Regions from separate parts of the Zea mays genome. Here region 1 is linked to region 2. The links are chromatin contacts, called in public Hi-C maps. All regions are on one chromosome and are shown on one strand. Each heading gives the region's core, a stretch centred on a gene start, on an enhancer-like site or on the middle of the called end of the contact. The rest is flanking DNA. Distances are from core to core; before and after follow the strand shown. Region 1 has its middle 23 kb from the start of LOC100279608. Region 2 holds the start of LOC100217157.

The links. Hi-C and Micro-C count contacts between places; a contact is called where the count stands out from the background.
Region 1: a Hi-C map of leaf shows a contact between it and region 2, with 2.8 times the contacts expected there. The contact joins the enhancer-like site here to the promoter of LOC100217157 in region 2. A contact is called at or near these places in 9 of 25 Hi-C or Micro-C datasets (bundle sheath, ear, leaf and 2 more).

Annotation. Positions count from the first base shown.
Region 1 is chr7:167,285,574-167,288,627 of Zm-B73-REFERENCE-NAM-5.0, reverse strand. No RefSeq gene overlaps it. Among protein-coding and RNA genes, the nearest start is that of LOC100279608, 23 kb to the left of the region's middle. Within about 2 kb of position 1,392, at least 20 of the 20 cell types and tissues checked have an H3K27ac peak or open chromatin away from gene starts, as enhancers often do. A contact at or near this core is called in bundle sheath, ear, leaf and 2 more, where this site is marked.
Region 2 is chr7:167,196,742-167,199,441 of Zm-B73-REFERENCE-NAM-5.0, reverse strand. It overlaps LOC100217157, which reads right to left and starts at 1,286. Exons shown (of 9, transcript NM_001143522.2): 1 at 1,117-1,286. The coding sequence starts at 1,165.

The sequences.
Region 1 (3,054 bases), core at 143-2,642, 89 kb before region 2:
TGCACCTGCACCACCGGCCCGGAGTCAAACCGGCGATAAGCACAGCACGCCGCGGCTCTGTCGAGCGAGTAGAGTACGCAAAAGCGACGGCTAATCACACACGCACTAGTTAATAGCTGTCGTCCGTCGGATCCTGTTTGTTTGACAAAAAGGATGATTACCCGGCCGGCCAATCGCCAGCTGCGCCGTTTCCATTCAGGGGCAGGCGAATCGGAGGTTTGCAGCGATCGGGCGGCGGGGCCGGGCTTGCCATCTTGGGCAGCAGAAAGCGGAGTGCAACGGCCTGGTCGCCTCGCTGCCGCTGCCCAGTAGTAGCTGTCGTCTCGCCGCCCGGCCCGGACTATATGACGACGGACGACGATGATCTCTCCTCTTCTCCTCCTGTGCTGTCTCTCCACGTCGTCAGTGAACACAGGGAATCCATTCCCCAGCCGATCACCCGCACGACAGCGACAAAAGGGGAGGGGGATATATGGAGCTAGGGAATGCATATGTTGTGCTTCGGCCGTGGTCGATGATGGATCGGCGATCGCTGAATGAATGCGCCGTGCCGGTGATCTGACGGACGCGCCAGATGTGAGATGTGACCGTACTGCTACTGCCATCGGCGTCGTCGTGCAAGCGACGATGGGGGCCCCGCGGGGCGGCGTGGGGTGGAGTGCGACCGTGAGTGAGAGCGACCGACCCAGATTTGCTGCGGTAAACTGTCGATCGCGTCCCGCCGGAAGGTTAATTAATGACGGGGATAGATTCGCCGCGATTCGCTGCTAACGCGCGATACGTGTCGCGTGTACGAGTTTATTTTTTTTAATAGCAGCTGGCGGTGGTGGTCTGCTGGAAGGGAGAGACGGGCGGAACGGAATTGGCCATGAGGATGAGAGGTAATCCAGCCCACGTTTGTTGGGCCTAATCTGGAACTCCATATCGGGCCGTCTGGGTGGAATTAAGTGTGGGTCCACTTGGAAAGTTCCACTCGCAGAAGACCACTGGGCCAAGTCCACTCTGATACTTGGGCTTTCCGCCCCCAGTCATAGCTTCATTTCTTTTCTCTCTCTCTCTCTCTCTCTCTCTCTCTCTCTCTCTCTCTCTCTCTCTCTCTCTCTCTCTCTCTTTCATTTTGCGCGGAACACGTTCATGATAATATACTCCTCCTCAGCGGAACACAATACACAAATATCTCCTGGTAAAAAGGTTGTTCATACGCAACGTGACAGCTACAGATAGGTCACTGAAGCAACGATTACCAGATAGGTAGGCACAGCACAGCCACGTCCTCCATACGCATTTTTTTTACTTGAGTGGAAACCAAGTTTTGGCAATCCACTGACCGTGTTGGACTTGGACTCAAACGACCGAACTGCGGGCCTACGCAAAAGCCACCGTGTCGACCTGCCAAGTGCCAGGGCAACGCGGCGGCGTAATTGCGCGCGGTCGAGCAAAGCTGCAGAGGCGGGCCGCACCCGCCGCGCCGTCCCGTCACGTCACCTGGATCATGGTGATCGCCGCCCGGCTGCCGTTCCTCTTGCTCGCGACAACAGAAAAACCTCAATACCCTATCAAGAAAAAAAACAGCAGCAGAAAAATCTTCCGTGCGCCGCGCTTGAGATGCGGGCTAATGAGCGATCAACCGCCGCCCCGTGCTCTTCCCTCGGCGGCTAATGTAATGATCATCGACCCACGCACGCGGGATGGTCCTGGACTCCTGGTCCATGGGCCATGGCCTGGAGCGAGAGGGGGTAGTTGGGCATTCATCAGGCGCGGCAAGTTGGTGGGGATGGGATCGCTGGGTGCCCCGTCGGAACTCGCCAGCCGATCATGGGATGCTCGAGCTCGGGCAGGTGGACTCGGATCCCCCACCATAAAGTGCCGGCACGATGGCGGAAAGATACGTACGTGCAGGTCGCAGGCGCAGAAAGCCGGAGGCGGACGAACGAGCACGGGGGCTATCAAGTATTCAAGTGCGAGCGGCCTCCAACACCAACTCCATGCGTGCGCGCGATGTCAATGACGCGCCGGACCAACGGTGCAGAGGTTTTCTAAGGATCCTGTAGCACAAGCCTCCTTTACACGCTTGGCAACCTGTAGAGTAGTAATAAAGTACGTTTTGGATTTAGATAAGATGCATGTTACTTTCTTCTTTTAGAAAACTGGAAGCAGCGCAGCCGGCAGTTCTTTTGCGCCGCGCCGCCGAATCAAGCGGATAAAAATACTTCTACATAAATCAAGTTATCGAGTACATACTAGAGTTTTATGTAAAGGGGAAAAGAATTCCAGTTTTCCTAAAAGTAGATGTTTGGCATAGCTATGCTCTAACCTTTAAAGCTTTAAGTATGGACCAGCTATGACTCGTGGTGGGTTTATCGAAATTCTTGGGTGGTTTCATCCCGTCACGAGTGACTCTTCAAACACCTAGATCAACGGTCTCTAGATAACAAGTCATTTTAACACTATAATATAGTGTTAGTGCCGTCGAAGTGTGGTGGCCTATGGATATTCATACCTTTATAAATCGTCGGTTCTTTTAACAGTGAAGTTAATGCGTTTTAAATGAGCCAAACCAGGCTCTGATACCAATTGAAGGAAATAGGTGATGCATAAGAGGGGGTGAGTTAGAACTTCTAAAACTTTCTCTAAACTAGGCCTCAAATAAATCCCTAGAGCAAAACCTATGCAAATAATCAAACTAGAGTGTGCAAACTAGGTTTTGTCTAAGTGTTGCTATCTCTATCGCAATGCCTAAGTTTAAATCCTAAACAATTTAAGTATAAAGACAAGATTGAAACTTAAACACTTAGGCTCCGTTTGGTTAGAGGGACTAATCTTTAGTCCCTGGTTTTTAGTCTCGTTTAGTCTCTATTTTGCCAAACGGAAGGACTGAAGTTAATCTTACCCTTGCTAGAAAACTGGTGTCAAACAAAAAAAGGAACATTTTGGTCTTTATGTGTTGTATTTAATATTTAATGTATTTAGAATCTGTTTAGTCCCTACAACCAAACAAGGTATGGACTAAAATTTAGTCCCTGGACTAAACTTTAGTCCTATGACTAATGGAAC
Region 2 (2,700 bases), core at 37-2,536:
CAGGAGCGTCGCCGTCGCTAAGGCTTTCGCCCAAGAAAACCCCCAGCACAACGTCCGGCCAGGACCCCGGGACAAAGCACACCTCCACAGCCGCCGCCGCCCAACCAACCCACACAGACCCATCCAGAGGGCCAATGACGCGCCGGTTGCCACAACAGTCGCAAAGCAGCGCAGACCGCCACCACCTCTGGCTGGGCCCACGGTCCCGGCCAAGCAGCGGCAGCACCACACGGCGCACCTCCGTCGACCAACCCTGGCAGCAGCCGCTGCGACGCGCCAGATCCGATGGCATGCGCACCACCTCAAATACCGTCGGGGCTGCCGCTGCCCATATGCCGACACCCCACATCACCACTGAGGAGCCATATCCTCCGTTCCTCACCGTCGCACGACTGATGCCCCGCCCACAGCAGTAGACAAGGCCGTGAGGGGAGGGGAGGGGTGGCAAAGAAGAGAGCGCCGCACCACAGCGCCTGCCCGAGCCCCAAACCGCCATCGACGCAGCCGCCACCGGCCGCCAGCGCCAGCAGTTGAGGGCAGATCCGGCCCACACGCCACAAACCCAACACCACGAGGAGCACGCCCGCCAGCCAGCTCTAGACCCACCACGCCGTGCGTCCGCCGCCGAAACGGCGCAGCCCCGCCACCACCAGCAGATGCCGCCAATCCATTACCTGGCTGCACCTGCAGGAGTGCAGGACCAAATGTTGAACCGCCGAGCACAGCCCCCGACGACGCCAGGGACAAGGAAGACGACGGCGCGGGGGACTGCGCCCGCCCCAGTAACCCCGCGGCTGGAACTTGAGCCGCCCGACACAAAACCCGCTCAGATCTGAACACCGAGAGAGCAAACGAAGGAGAAATGCCGGAGAAACGCCCCGCCGCCGCCATCCTTCGCGCCGGCCTTCGGCAGTCTCCTCCGGCGACGGCGAGGGGGAATAGAGGAGGAGAGAGTGGCGGCGCTAGGGCTGGGGGGCCTCCCGTGTCGCCCGAGCGGAGGACGACGCGGGGGCTGGCTCTCCTGTTCCTGACGGGTTCTCGTCGCCGGATAGCTTAAGTTAGGGTTCGGGTGCTCGGTTTCGTGCAGCACGAAGGGAATAGAAAGGGTGGTCATACCTGACGGGTTCTCATCGCCGGCAAGGGCCCGACGCAGACCTGGGTACATGGAGTAGGGTTTAGTGCGGCGGCGGAGGACGCGCGGTCGTTGCTACTTGGGAGAAAGAGAGCAAGTGGGGTGAACTGTGAACGGGAGAAGAAAGGCTGGGATCAAGCCGAGGGCCGGGCCTGCCTGATATGGGTGATAAGGCTGGCAGCTGTTAGCGTCCGAAGTCCACCCCCGACCACCCTGGCGCCTGACGCATTTCAATGTGGGCTACATACGCGGCCCATGTTGAGACCCCACTCGAAGGGGGGGGAAGAGGCCCAACTGAACGACACGCTGGGTCGGATCAGTTAGTTGCACAGGGGTTGAACTCGGCCCCATAAATTAGTTGAAATAGAAGATCGGTTCATTCTCTTCTGTTTTCTTTTGCTCGGTTTTCCACACAATGCCAACTCAAGCCTCAGTGTTATGGTGGATCCAATATTTTTAAAGTCAAACAGTTTAAAAACTCAGTGTTATGGTCGGATCAGTTAACATGTAAGTCAAACAGTTTAAAAATTCTGGATCTGTTTAGTTCAGCTTTTTTCTAAACGTTTTGGTAGTCTACAGCAGCTTCTGGTGGCTAGAAACTAAAAAAACTGAATACAACAATAATAACATCACCAATACGAGCATATCGCTGATTACCGGTGGCTCCTATGACTCGAATACACATCAATTTTCTAGCTCCACTGTTATCTGCTACATTTAAAAGGGTCTGAGATTGAATCATATTATTTTGATTTCCATTTGTTATTTCAATGCAAAAGGATGAAAGAAATTTTGTCTTTACAGAAAGAAAAATCAGGGTTTTTTTATCTTCAATATTTCTTTTGGAGTTCTATATCTCTAATCGAAGAAATTGACTTCGTATCAGCATTTTACTGGCAGCTATAGAGATAGCTGCTCTAGCTACATTTTTCGGATACTCCGCTCATTTCATAAAGTATTCGATCTGGTTTAACAACGGCTACCCAATATTCGGGGGATCTCTTTCCCGAGCCCATACGTGTTTCTGTGGGTATTATATTATTGTAACCAGTTTATCGAGAAATATACGTACCCATATTTTCCACTACAGCGTGCATATCGTGTTATTGCTCTTCGTCCAAACAGTCTATAAACTCTACGATGGGATGGAATTGATGGAGTAGAGCTAAAAAGAACGGAGTGTAACAGTCTCGAACATCCCTTATTCAGATTATATATATATATATATATATATATATATATATATATATATATATATATATATATATATATATATATATATATATATATATATATATATATATACTAGTTGTATGCCCGTACGTTGTTACGGCGGCAACACGTTATGATAAAATACATACATATGCAGAAACATTAATCGTCATTCTACATATGTACTCCCCAATGAACAAATAGATGTCAAGAAAACAAAACATGTTGTGACAGCTGCTCCCCTCCCCAACGGTCGTGGCTGTTGCGCGGGGCAGGGGGACTGCGGACTGCGGAGGGAGCAGGGGCGGAGGGAGCGGACACTGTGCGAGAAGGGGATGGACTGGGTTGGTGGTCGT